2 separate regions of the Oryctolagus cuniculus genome follow, and region 2 is linked to region 1. The links are chromatin contacts, called in public Micro-C maps. All regions are on one chromosome and are shown on one strand. Each heading gives the region's core, a stretch centred on a gene start, on an enhancer-like site or on the middle of the called end of the contact. The rest is flanking DNA. Distances are from core to core; before and after follow the strand shown. Region 1 holds the start of IRF2BP2 (interferon regulatory factor 2 binding protein 2). Region 2 has its middle 120 kb from the start of IRF2BP2.

What was found. A called contact is a pair of places that touch in the nucleus more often than the background predicts.
Region 2: a Micro-C map of ear pinna shows a contact between it and region 1, with 10 times the contacts expected there. The contact joins the enhancer-like site here to the promoter of IRF2BP2 in region 1. A contact is called at or near these places in 6 of 6 Hi-C or Micro-C datasets (ear pinna, embryonic fibroblasts, liver and 3 more).

What each region holds. Positions count from the first base shown.
Region 1 is chr13:53,905,656-53,912,659 of mOryCun1.1, forward strand. IRF2BP2 (interferon regulatory factor 2 binding protein 2) reads right to left here and starts at 2,864. Exons shown (of 2, transcript XM_008268248.3): 1 at 1,098-2,864; 2 at 1-499. The coding sequence starts at 2,163.
Region 2 is chr13:54,021,935-54,028,938 of mOryCun1.1, forward strand. No RefSeq gene overlaps it. Among named protein-coding and RNA genes, the nearest start is that of IRF2BP2, 120 kb to the left of the region's middle. Within about 2 kb of position 3,742, at least 8 of the 8 cell types and tissues checked have an H3K27ac peak or open chromatin away from gene starts, as enhancers often do. A contact at or near this core is called in ear pinna, where this site is marked.

The DNA of each region.
Region 1 (7,004 bases), core at 1,614-4,113:
GTGTCCTCCAGCCGCTCGTGGCAGAGGGTACAGCACAGCGGGGCACTGGCTGCCAAAGAGGAGTCCGGGAGGCTGGCAGGGTGCACTGGCTCCAGTCCTCCTGTGCTGCCTGCCCCCTGGCCCCCCACCTCTCTGGGGCCCAGCCTTCTTTGGTTCATAGAGGACGGAGAAGGTGGACTGCTGCTATTCCTCCTGGTAGTGGAGTGAACCTGGTTGGCATCTTTCGAGGCATGACTGCCCCCTGCATTGTCTGCTACTAAGATTAGGGCTGCCATCGGGGACTGGCCATTCTGTGCCGCTTCAGGCGGTGTGGTCCGGTTGGAATGAGGTGAGGCAGTGGGTGGTGGTGGAGACACAAAAGAGGACGTGGGAGTCATGGGGATCTTGAGCCCTTCGGTGGACGTGGACAGCCATGGCTGGGCCTCTCCATTGATCTTAGGGGGCCCGACTTCACCTTCTGGCTCTGGAGAGGGCTTCCTTTTCCTTGCTGTTCTTGCAACTGGAAAAAAATTAGGAAATAAAAGGAAAAAAGGGGGAATAAATAAAAGTTGCACTGGAAAGCACTTTTACTAAAAACCAAACAAAAAACTCCTTACTGAATTCCTACTCTGAAAACCACACAGACAAAACACCCGTTCCCAGTGGCTGCATGCAGCTTAATCATCTAAACTTAGGGGGCTCTGAGGCAGGACACCGATGGAAAAAAAGGCAAGGAAGCCCCAGAAAAAGGCTCGAATACGACAGGGTCTGTTTCACACATGCATGCGTGTACCCCATCTGAACCGTGCATGTGATTGTTAAAAAGTCCCCCGACAGGCTAAAAGGTGACTGGTGCCCTCATGCTCCCATCCAAGAATGTGCTGGGAAAGGAAAAGCCTGTGTCAGTGCCTATCAGCCCCGTCTGACTCATCTCTGTTATGCTGCTTCAGCACATGAACACGTTGCCACTAAGCACTGGTTCCGCCTCAGGCACATCAGGAAGTTGGGTGTTTGTTGTTTCTGGGCTGGGGTAGCACGATGAATGGGAAGCAACCACCCCTCCTCCTCTGCTCTCCGACCCTCTCCCCTAAGCCCCCTCGCTCCACAGCCGCCCCTACCTGCTTTAGACCCGTTGGCCCCGTTGGCCTCGAAACCCAACAACCTGCCTGCAGTCAGGGCCGGCTCCTTCTTAAACTTGCTCTCGAAGGGCCCCGAGTGGCCGTGCTGGTGCAGCGCCAGCAGCGTGTCGCGCACGGTTTTGGGCCTGTTGACCCAGTCCTGCTCTCCGGGCCCGCGGCCCTTGCCTGCGCCCTCGGCGCCCAGCTCGGCGGCCCCGGGCGCGGTGGACAAGCTGTCGGCCGGGCCCCGGTGCGCGGGCGGTGGCGGCGGCGGCTGCTGCTTCTCCTTGGCTGCCGCCTCCCGCTGCTCGTGGTCCACGGCTGCGCTGCTCGACACAGAGGCCGGCCTCTTGTGGGCGCCCAGCTCCGCGGGCTGCGCTGAGCCCAGGCCAGCGGCGGCCGCGGCTCCAGACACGGCGGCCAGGGAGGCGGCGGCGCGGCCGCTGAGGCCGAGCGCGGCGGGCAGCGGCGTGGCGGAGCCGTTCATAAGCGGCACCAGGGTGGGCGGCACGGTGTGGCCGCGTCGCGCGTTCGGGCTCTGGCGGTTCAGCTCGGGCGGCTCCTCCAGCTTGGAGAAGCCGTTGGGCACCAGGATGCCGTTCACAGGCGGCGGCTGCGGCGTCGGAGGCTGGGCCAGGCCCGCAGCCGGGCGGCTGCCGCCGAAGTCGGAGCCGAGGCGCGGAGGTCGCTCCGCCGCGGCCGCCAGAGGGTAGCGCTCCAGGGCCTGCGCTGCGCGAGGGGCCGCCTCGGGGCCGCCGTGGCCGAGCTGCTGCTGCTGCTGCTGCTGCAGGAGGATGTCCTTGGCCGAGAGCGGCGGCGGCTTGGCGGCGGCCGGGGCCGCGGCGCCGGGCGGGGAGCGGCCCTCCGGGAAGCAGCCGTGCGCCCGCTTGAGCTGCCGCGCCGTCTCGATGACGAACTCGACGCGGTCGGCGCCCTCGTAGTTGACGCAGCCGCGGCACACGGGCTCGGTGAAGTCCCAGATCATGGCCCAGGGCATGCGGGGCAGGTCACACAGGTAGCACGACTGCCGCCGGGACGCGGCCGCCACCGCCACCGCCGCGGCCATGTCCGAGGAGCCCGCGGCGCCGGGGGAGGAGGAGGAGGTGGAGGTGGAGGAGGAGGAGGGGGCCCCGCCGCCCCCCGCCGGCACCGCGCGAGCCCTCCTCCCCCCCCAACCCCGCGTCTCCCCCACCAGTGGCGGCGGCGGCCGCAGAGGCGGCGGCGGCGGCGGCAAAGCCCGCGAAGGCTCGGCGCCCGCGCAGCGCCCCCGGTGCACGAGGGGCGGCGGGCGCGGCGCGAGGGGCTGCAGCCGCGGCAGCAGGTCCCCCCGGCCGGCGCGGTGGCGGGCGCGGGCGGGCGGCGCGGCGGGGCGGCGCGGCGGGGGCTCGGCCGGGGCCGCGGCGGGCCTCCAGACCGGGGCGAAGACGGGCCGCGCGGACGCGGGGAAGCGCAGCAGGTCGCGGCGGCGGCGGTGGCCGGCACGGAGTGCGGGGCGGGGGGCGGGGAGGACGCGGGGGGGGCGGGGGCCGGGGCCGGGGGGCGGCCGCCGGAGCAGGCTCAGCCCGAGCGGCGGGGCATGCCGCGCCGAGGCGGCGGCGGTGGCCGAGCGGCGTGAAGCTCGGGCGCGGCGCGGGCCCCGGGTCGCTCTGCCGCTCTCTCACAGCTCCTGGCGTCGCTGCTCTCCAGCGCCCGCGTCAGCGCCTAGCCCGCCTCAGCTCCGCCGCCTAGGTTGTCGCTGCTGCTGCTCGCCGCGGCCGCTCCACTTCTACAGACTTGATTCTTCGACAGCCTCGCACGGCGCCTGCGCGGGCCCCCTCCCCTGGCGCGCGCGCCCGCCCTCCCGCGCGCACGCGCACGCGCTTTCCCTCGCCGCCCCCCCCCCCCCGCCCCGCGCGCAGGGACGCGGCCGGGAGAGCCGGCTCCGCGGGTCCGCGCCGCCTCCAGTGAGCGGCCGGCGTCCCTGACGTGAGCACGCTGCTCCATGGGGATGTTTGCCCTGTTTCCTCGGCTCTACAGACTCCTCAGTCGGGATTTGGTTTCCCTGTGCTTGTCCTTTCTGTCGAGTCGAGCTAAAACTAATAAATAATAATAATAATAAAGGCAAGGCCACTTTGTAACTTGGTTTCTGTCAGACGCTTGATGGAGAGTTTAGGTCTGGCGTGCTTCACAGTTTTGGGTTTTTGAGGAGTTGAAAGCCAAATGTTGGACACGTGAGCACAGAATCGCTCAGGAATGCTTTGCACTTGCATTTGCCCTAGGACGGACACGCGCGCCGCCAGGCCCTTCAGGTTTCACAAACTCAGGAGAGTCTGCTGTTCCCAAGCACAGCACGGTGTCGTCATGCCGCCAGCTGGCTCGCGCGCTTTCCACGGAGCCCTCCGTAAGGAAAGGGAGCGCGGTCCAGACCGGGAGCTCGAGAACACCAAGACCTCCCGTCGGCCCGCCCTCTGAGCGGAGCCCTGGCCGCGCCCGCCGCCCCGGCCGCCTTATGTAGGTCCGCGCGGCGAGCGCGTGACGTGGGCGCAGGGCTGCGGGCCGCAGGCCCCCGCCGCCGCCAGTGCGCACGCTCCGCGCGAACGTGCCTCGCCGCCGCTGGCACGGGGGCCTCATTGAACGAATGCACATTCCAGGGATCCGGGGTCTACGGCCAGCGAGGCGCGGCGCGTCACGTCACGGCGCAGGCTCCGCCCCCGGCAGGCCCTCGGGGCCTCCGGCCCCGCCCCCCCGGGCCCGAACTTGGACTCGAGGTGGCGGGTGGCGCTGGCGCGGTCGGGGCGCGCGGCCTGCTCGCCTCGATGGGTCCCCGCGGGCGCTGGGGGCGACCGGCTGGCTGGCTCGGTCGCGGCCGTGGCGCAGGGCGGGCCTCGGGAGGGGGCGGCCCTGCGCCCTCTGCGCCACCCAGTCCGGCCCTAACCGTGGTGGGTGCAGACCTGCCTGGCGGGAAGACGGGGTGCGGCCCCAAAGCCCTGCCGGTCGGGCCCGCGCCTGTCTTACGCCGTGGGCAGCCAGACTGCCCCTATTGAATGAGCGCGTGAGGTTCCCACTTTTATCGGGAGGAGGAGCTGGTGTGTGTTGTGGTAAATCTCTGGGTTGGTCGTTGGTCCTGCTGAGGCGCGGGCTTGGGCGCTGTCGGCTGGGACTTTGACGTTGCTGCTTTGTCAGAGCGGTCTCTGGAGCTGCTTTGGCTAGCAGCAGCACAGGCCCGCATCTCTCCCTGAGACTGGAGTGAGCTGGTCAAGTGTGGGAAGAACAGGGTACTAATTATATTATCATCCTTACAACTGGATTGGTAGGTGGAGAGGGAGGGAAAAAATCCTGCTGACGTTTCCTTAGTTGTTGCTGTTGAAAATGCCAGGTTCTTTCAAAGAATTAAAGGAAGAGGGAAAAGCACTCATAGACAACGGAGGGAGCTGCTTAGAACACAGGAAAGTTGTTTGAAAATGGCGCAGAAAACATGCTGCCACGTCTAGATGTTTGGAGAGGCTAACCCTGACTGTCTTCCCTCGGGGATTTCCAGAGGCGTGTCTGCTCCGAGGGTCTCCCCGTCCCTTTCCAGGTCTTACCTGGCACTTGCCATCCTGCTGGGGAGGACGGGCCTGCCGGGATCCCTCCCAGGAGCAGCTGAGGCCGCTGCAATGGAGCACCTCCTGCTGGTCACGCTGCTTAGCGACCCTGTGCCACCCACCGGGGATGAAGCCTGGTGTTTGTGCTGCAGGCCTGAGCCTCCTCAGGGCCCTCAAAAGATGGTTCGGGAAGCACCGCTGGGAACGTAGTGGGCAGCCGCAAAAAGTCAATGGGAAAACGGGGTTACAAGATAAGTTTGAGTGTGAAAGAACTTGAAGTTCGTGCGTAGATGTCATAATACACGTTTTCCGTGAGCGTTTGGAGAACCCCATGCATTCAATGGAAACAACTTGCCATTAGGACGGTGGCTTAATTATACTCATTTACCTGCCAGCGCTCCCTGCTCATTGTAATGCCCTCCAGAGAGCGCCTGCCACTCCACCCCAGAATAGAATCCCCGGAGAGCTCCGAAGTCAGGACCTTTGTAGGACAGAGCTCCTGCTCTCCAAAGGAAGAGAATTTCCTTTTGAATGCACCCCGCCAGCTTACTGTTGAAACTGGGTTGTGGTAACTTCCCTCCTGCAACGCCTGTTGGAAAGTGGAAGGGCGGTTTTATTTCTGGGCTTGAGCCTGCCCTTGAAGGATCCGGGATCAAGGGGGTTAAGGCTGGACCTGGATCCGGGGCAGCAATTCCTTATATTGTATCAAAAGTCTTTCATGCTGCCTGGCCTTTCCTGTAGCTCTGAAGCAGCTTTATGGATGTATGCTAAGTAAACATAGCTTTGTTTTTGTCTTCTACCCACCGCCCTCCCTCCCTCCCTCCCTCCCGGCGAAGACTAGAGTTGGATCCCATCCAAAGCGGCTGCTGCAGCAGTTACAGCCGCCTCCTCCACACACAGGAGCAGGGTTTCTAGGGTGAGGCAATGCGTCTGCAATTCGCAGAGACAAGGCAGGAATTGTAATTGTAGTTCATCATGTGATGACTTATGAAAGAGGAAGTTGGTATGTTTTAGTCACGTAGACTCTGCCCTCTTGCTTAAGGCTCCAGGTCCTCTCCAAAGAGAATTACGATCATCTTCGCCACTCAGAGTCAAGGTTACCAGGTTGTCTGCAGCCAGCTCTTACACACTGATACGTGGACAGGCAGGCAGATCCTGCGCCAAGTGTCAGTGAAGCAGTGGGTTGAGGTTGGCTTTGAACCAGAGCACTGAAATGTTGCAATTTGTCTTAAGAACTGAAGGAACTATTCTGTGGGGGGGAGGACTCCTGCTGAGACTAGAGAAAGCAGTCGTCCTTTCTAGCTCCAATTTTGTAGTTTTTTTTTTTTTTTTTTTTAAATAAAGATCCTAGTTTAGGAGTAAAAGGAAAGCATTTCAGTAGGACACCATGAAAAAAGCAGGAGTATGGAGAGTAAGTGCCCAGAAGGCAAACCAAAGGGAGCGATAGCTCAGGGGGTAGAACAGATCTCACCTCCCTGCAGTGAGATTTACACAGGCTTCTACCAGGTGAGCATTTAACATCTAAAAATGGGAATAGGGTCCCCAGGGCTTACTCTGGTCCAGCTGCTCTGGTTAGCACACTGCAGCCCTGTACTGACAGTCCATAGGGCAGTAAAAAGAAAGGGTTGCCACCAGAGAGCCCTGATGGAACTCTGCCCCTAAGACACAGGAGCAGAAGGGGGTGCAGTCCCAAGCCCCCAGCAGCTTGTGGCTGCTGCCCAGGAGGTGGTGTTCCCAGGGACCGCTGGGTTCACGGGTTTCACCCTCTATCCAGATGTTGAATCATAGCCTTCATTCTTGAGAGTGCAGCTTCTTTAAATAACTTGATGTTGCAACCATAGGAAAGCTTCTTAAACTATGACCCTAGCATATTTGAAAGAAGAAAAAAAATGCAGCCACATGTCATTCGGATTTCTGTGAACATCACATCAGGCTCTTGTGCCCGGGTACAAGTGCCATAAGACTAGGAGAGCACATGTACTATTCAGGGCTTTCCCACTTAAAAAAATTATAAATACTTGTGTGTATGTTTGAACACATTTGTTTAGGTGATTAAATCTAGGTATACATGGAGGAGCCCGACATAAATGAACCTGCTATAATTGATATGAGTGCTTTTCTCCGAAGTCAGCGCTTTATGAGAAAATGCCACTGTTTTTCAAATGGCAAGTATTCTTTTTTAGAAATAACTTTCCCTCTGTTTGACCTCTTCTGTAGTCTGCCTCCCCTGAGCACAGAGAGTATTCGCATATTAAAGAGACTTTTGCATGTAGAGGAGATAACTCTCTGCGGAGAGTCCAAGAATCAGGCCAAATAAAATCACAGGGCCTCTTAATCATCCACA
Region 2 (7,004 bases), core at 2,492-4,991, 120 kb after region 1:
TCCTCGGAATGTTATTAGAAAATCCTATTTCTAGTCTGTTATGAAACAGAGGTTTGATGTGCTGCCAGGTCTGTGGGGAACTCTGGAAACAACACTTGCAGCTCCGAGGAGCCGGGCCCGGTGGGTGGGTGGGTGTTACATAAAGCTCTCCTAGCCATTCGGGCTGCTCACACAATGGGAGGCTGCAGCGGACAAAACTCAGAAAGAGTTCATGCAAAACGCGAGCCAACCCGTTCTCCCCACTTGTTCTCAGGCCAGCAACAAATTTGTGGGAGCGGTTTGGAGACCCCCGGGGCCCAGAGCTCAGGTTGACAGCAGATTCAACCCAATAATGCTTGGGCCGCTCAGAGGTGAACGGCACCTTCACAAAGACCTCATGGAAGGCAAAACAGCTCTCCGCACCTCTGAACCAATCGCCAATTGAAATTCACACACACGCACACACACACACACACACACACACATCTTTCTTCTTTACGCTGCTCTGGGTTTCTCTGGGTACTGCAGGAGTAAAAGGGAGGGCGGTCACACCACGAGATCCCTGCCAAGTGAAACGCATCTAACGGCGCGGCGGTGTATCTGAAGCAAATGGATAAGAATCTCATTTCTAAACTCTTGGATCCAAAATTATGTAGATTAGGATGGAATTCTTTTCTGATGCTGCTTGCCAACGCTTGTGGGTTTTCTGAAAAGCATGTGTCCAGTCCATTAGGTCTGGGAGGGTGAGAGTGAGGGTGGAAGGGGACACTGGAAGGAGGAATCACACAAAACCCACTATGGAGCTGCAGATCAAGGCTGGCGGCCCAGGATGCTCCCCTTACACGTGAGAGCCCTGAGGGTGTTAGGAGAAGGCCCAGAGGATGAATCTGACTCACAGGTCTGCGGTGGGATGGCCTGGGGGGAGAGAAGGGCAGCTGGAGAGAGAAGAGTCTTAGTGGGCAGCCCCTAAACCTGCCCAGGGACCTAAGGCTGCTCTCTCCACCATGCCTCTGGCCCTGGGCACAGTTTCTGCTTCCTTGATGACCTGTAAAAGGGGGAAGGAAAAGAATGGCTTCAGAAACTCCCAGAATCCTATCTGTCTGTATGAAGGCAATCATCCAGCTGGCAGGTAATCCTACTTTATTTTTATTTTTTTTTAAAGATTTTATTTCTTTACTTGGGAGATGGAGTTACAGAGAGTGAGAGGGAGAGACAGAGAGAAAGATATTCCATCTGCTGGTTCACTCCCTAGGTGGTGGCAACAGCCTGAGCTGTGCCGAACCAAAGCCAGGAGCCAGGAGCTTCCTCCAGGTCCTCCACATGGGTGCAGGAGCCCAAGGACTTAGGACATCTTCCACTGCTTTCCCAGGCCATAGCAGAGAGCTGGATCAGAGGAGGAACAGCCAGGACTAGAACCAGGGCCTATATGGGATGCTGGTGCTGCAGGTGGAGAATTAACCTACTGTGCCACAGTGCCGGCCCCAGATAACCCTACTTTATGTAAATCAGATTCCCCCAAATCTAGGGGGTTTGCATCTTCCACACCCCTGGCCTTGGTTGAAGAGGCTGCAAAGAGTAAGAAAAATGAACAGTCACCTGCTTGCCTTAAACCAACGCCAAGACATCCTAGTTGACTCCGAAGGTGCATTTCTCCTTCACATAAGTCCTTGAGACGCCATCGGAAATCCAATAAGCATTTGTACCAAGATGTCCCTTGAAAGACTCCATGAGAAGTGAAAAATAAACAAGCGAATGGAGAATGCTAAGAGGACAGCTGAAGCAGCCAATGAGGACAGTGTTCTTGTCCCAGGAGAGTGGATGGTGCCCATTCAATAAGCAGAAGGGCACCCTCTGCAGAGAGAGGCTTCGCATAAGGATTGCCACCCCACCTGCAGGTGGAGCACCTGCCGCCAGACCCCCAGATGCTGGCGATGGTGGAAGCTGCCCCCGGCCACTGTGGCCCTAATGAGCCCATTTCAATTGAAATGAGATCAATACTACTCATTTTTCTCTTGCTGGCTCCCGAGTGATTCATGAATCTGAAAACTAGTTCATGAATCAGAGTGGGGGGGGGGGGGCTTGGAGCGGGGGCGGGGGAACATTTGTGCAGTCGGCAAACCTCGATTCCTTTCATGAACCCAGCCATGAGTTGCATAACACTCGCCTGCCTGCTAGTTTAAACCAGTCTTTTCGGAAGCAGCTTTTGGCTTCTCCTTATTCACCTCTTTCCCTTCTGGAAAGGGACAGAGTGGCACTGCGTCCTGATTGTGTGTCTGTGTGTCGCAGTGGGTATCTTTATGCCTTTTGTGTTTGCAGCTGTGGGCATGTCCCTGGTTAAGGGCATGCGTGCACAGACAATAGACTGTGCATATGCTATGTGGCCTGGGTGTGTACCCGTGTGGGTGCATGGATAATGGTCTCTGTGTGCATATCCTATGTGACGTGTGTGTGTGTGTGTGTGTGTGTGTGTGTGTGAGAGAGAGAGAGAGAGAGGCCGCGGGCCCTTTAAACCTGAACGGGAGCCAAGTTCATTTCTCAGCGGAGCTTCATAAGGAAGCACGAGATGGGGCAGTTGGAAACCACATCCCTACGAGTGCTGATTACCGCCTCCGAAGGAAAATGAGATTTTTATCTCACAGGAATTCAGTTATAAAAATAAAATACAGCGTCTGGCTTGATTCAGCTAAATGTGCAAGCACCGGGGTGTTTTTAATTTTGTGGAGAAGCTGGACGAGAAGAATGACCTAAAACATTGCATTTAAAGAAAGTCAGAGTCGAGGGGGCGGCTACAGGAAGTGAGTGGGTGTGGAGGTGTGTGTGTGTGTGTGTGTGTGTGTGTGTGAAGGAGAGAGAGAGAGAGGACATGGAGGGAGGGAAGGAGAGAGAAACCCACCCTGCTGGCAACTGAATGCAGCAGGATGATGTCATTGGAACAGTCGGAGGAGAGAGAAGAAAAACAACTGGGAGCTGTGCTAATCCTGTTTGCTGCCCTGAAGGGAATGGACGGCGGCCAAGGCAGGGAGTTCTGGGAAACCATATAAGGGTGCCAAACAAGCTTTGCCGCCAACATTGGGAACTGACAGCTTTGTTCTTTGTAACTTGGCTGCCGGCCAGAGGCCTCATTTCAGCTCTGCGGCATGATTACCCTGGCCGGCCGCCAGCCCCGCGCTGAGAGCTCCTTTTCTTCTCTCTGAGCTTTTTTTTTTTTTTCCTCTTTCCCTTTGCCAAACATGCAGCCGTTACCATGGCAGTCGAAAGTAAAGTTTAAAAAAAAAAAAAAAAAACACAACAAAGTGGAGAGAGGCACGCCTTTCTCCAGATGTGCCACATGAGCAGAGAGAAGAGCAGTTAACCTGGGCGTGGGGTCCCGGCTGCGCAGCCGGGGCCGGCGGGCGGGCGGGCGGGCGGATGCGCTAGCTGCCCAGCTCAGGGATCAACAGAGCGCGGCCCAGCGTAGCCCGGCCCTGGCTGCGCCGGCGGCGAGAGGCTGGCTCCCAGGCCTTGTTTTCCTTCTCCCTCTTTCTTCCTGAGGCATTGTGGAGTGCGTAATGTGAAACGGAAAATGTCATGATTTCCACTGGGAACGTGTCCACGGTTGGAGAAGGCTCCAGAAAGCAAGCCGGGTTCATAGCGCCTTAAAGGGAGGAGAACGGGCCGGAAGGGCACGGGGACGGACACGGTGGCCCCTGGCGGCCAGGGTGAAGCTGCCCAGGCTCTGCCTGCTGCCGGAGCACAGCGGGGTGCTGGTCTTGGGTTCCAGGCCGTGCGGTGGTTCCGGGTGCCAAGGGAGGCTGAAGGAAGCCAGGGGGCAGGGGCCTTCCTTTTGCCCATTGGGAGACACCCTCTGTAGTGTCTCTTTACAAGGGGACTCTGCGAAGAGCCCAGTCTCCTATTTTTAACCGGGTTCATTTTTCACCTGCTTGGAAAGTGGAACATCTCCCGGGAGGTGACAAGTCGTGACGGAGGCACAGCTCCAAGCGGAAGGTTGGCGGGGGTCCGAGGCAAAGGTTACTACTCAGAAGTGGAGCCTCCTTCGTCAGCGTTCCCCCACCGCAACATCAGATACTCCTCACCCTCCCGTTCAGCAGAGTTCCCAGAAGGGCCTCCTCTGATTCTAGAAAGTGCTGCAGCAGGCAGACTCGGCCGTCTCCTGGACGCTTGTGTTACACACAACGGCCAGGCATAGGCAGGGGCTGCTTTCACAGGGCCTGTGGCCACCTTCCTGTCAAACCCGCTGGCTAGGGGTTCGCTTCACATGGGCCCTGGCCAGTCCTCTGAAGGGGCCTCTTTGCCTCTCGGAGGGAAATGGCTCAAGGTCGCGGAGGGGAAAGTTGGCAAGTCGGCCAGAGAGCTCCCCGGAGTCCCTCCGCCAGCTCCCCCAGCCTGCCACACAGGCCTGCGCTACTTTCTCGGGACATATTCTTAGCAAGGAGTTGCTTCCTTACTAAGTGAAATCAAACAGGGACGCGCAGCGGGGCGCAGCCGGGATTGATCTCTTTGATGCATGCTGCAAAGCAGAGTAGTTACCCACACCCACCCCTGCCGCGTGCAATCCGTGCACGTCCCTGCCTCCCCGGGACCCCCAGACACCTTAGCTGACCCTCCACGCGGAGGACCTAGCCGTGATGGAGAGCTGCACCACTTCCAATGCGAACAGGTCCCATGCGCTTGGGGTCGGGGAGGCAGGCAGAAGCCAGGGGCAGGGGGAGCCGGAGACCAGACAGCAACGATAAAAGCCTGTCTCTGGGTGGAACTGCTTAGAAGACAAACTTGCACTTCTTGAGAAGGAGGACAGGAAAGGGAGGCTTGGGTTGGGGGCAGCACCGTGAGGTTGTTGCTGTCCTCTTTCCGTAACCAGAGGCCAGGAGAGCTCACCCAGAGACAAAGCAGAGCACCACCCGCGGTGAGGAGGGAGCTCGTGTCCATCTCAGGGCCTGGCCAAGCCACAGCCGGCTTCTGAGCTGACTCGCTGTGACAGGGACCGCCCACGGGAGACTCTGGGAGCAGCGCTGAGTCGGGTGGGCTCCTTTGCAGACCGAGCGTCGCAGGGAGGGTGTCTGAGCCTCTGAAACCCTACAGACTCCCGTTTCCCCAGGCGTGGTCTGCAAAACCAACCTCTGGCCAGTATGTCTGGGCCTGCCTTTCCCACCTCCTAAATGGTTTTCAGAGTCCCAGCTTTCTCCCCACCGTCTGCAGGGGAGAAGGATGCGGTGGTTGCGGTGGGAGGCTGGCCCTGGAGGAGGAGCAGCTGGGCAGCCGGCATCTGCCTCCCCCTGCTGTGTGGTGGGTCACCCGGCCATGCAGACATGAACTTGGGTCCCCTCAAGGCTCCTCCTTCCTCGGGACCCATGAGTTTGATGTAGCATGAATGGCACAGCAGAAAACCCATTACCCTCACTTACACATTAATGTCGGTTCCCTAATAGGCTTGTCAGGCAGACAGAAAAGGAAGATCCTGGGGGATTTTTCTTTCCTGAGAAACCAAGAGAAAGCAAAAAACAGATCTGTATGGTGTGGGGGCGGGGGATGGTAAACGCATTTCCAGCAACAGAGAGCTAAAGTGGGAATTGCATTTGCAAACAGGTAACCTGCTCAAGTTCTCCTGTGATCTTCCATTTCTGGTGCTGGTTTTTCCCCCTCATTAAGAAGCCCAATTTAATTTCTTGCTTCACCTGCATGGTAAAAATAATTACATACAGACATTAAGCCTGCACTAAAAATCAATGTACAGAGAGATTCCGCCTTTGCCGTTAGTCATCACGAGGCTTCGCAGCCACAAATAGAAAGCATTTAAAATCCTTCTCTGTGTAGACAGACAGGGGAAGCTCAGCACTGGTTTTGTAGCTGGAGCACAAGTTAGCAAGAACCAGGGGTCAGAAATGGGGGTGCGGCTCCAGCAGATTTCAGCCTGAGGGTGTCCAGAAGATCACCATGATAGAACCTTCTTTTAAGCTTTATTTTCTTTATCTGAAAGGCAGAGTGACAGAGAAAGATGGAGAGACGGAGAGAGAAATAAGTCTTCCGTCTGCTAATTCACTCCCCAAATGGATGTAATAGCCAAGGCTGGGCCAGGCTGAAGCCAGGAACCTGGAACTTCATCCAAGTTTCCCACATGGGTGGCAGGGGTCCAAGTCCTTGGGTCATCATCTGCTGCCTTCCCAGGCACATTAGCAGGGAGCTGGATCGGAAGCAGAGCAGCTGGGACTTGAACCAGTGTCCCATATAAGATGCGCTAGCGTTGCAGGTGGCTTAGCCACCTGCAGCCCCCACGATAATACCTTCTAACTTCACATGTGGGGCCTCTAAATGGCTGCTACTGCTTTAATGGACACAGGTATTCTTTGTTAACTGAAGCTCAAGTCCAAACCAGAGAGAGGCCTAAGGAGAACCCTGGGAGGCCCCAGGCCCCTGCTGTGCCATCTGCAGTGCCGTCTTCTGCAGAAGCTGTTCCTGTACTCCAGGGGCTCTGGGGGCTGAGGGTGGGCTTTCTGCAGGGGGAGGAAAGAACAGTGGCCATTTTCATAAATATCTTGACAGTTGCACCCAGATAGGTTTGGAGAATCTGAAGCGTGATGCAGGTGGTGGAAGGTCCTTGCTGTGTTAGTACCCAGATCAGTATTCTGGAGCCTGCAAAGCCAGTGAGGTGCTAAGAAGCCGACGTCAACTGTTTCCATCCGGGGCTATTTGACAAAGTTGCTGAGGGAACTGGTTTTGAGGATTTTTAGAGACTCGGGGGTTTTCCTGAGGCTGGAATTTCATAAAGCAATGTGCTAAATCTTGCATCTTCCTGTGACAGGCAATCACACGGCGAATCAGCTGACACACATTATGGGTCTCCAGGTAGTTGCATTTATCTTATTTTTTTAAAGGGAAACTTTTTTTATTGATCATTTGAGAGGTAGGTTGAGACAGAGAGATCTCACCTGCTGATTCACTCTAAAAACATTCACAACAGCCAGAACTAGGCCATCCATGAAGCCAGGAGCTCAATCCATCTCCCACATGGATGGAAGGAACTCCCGTAT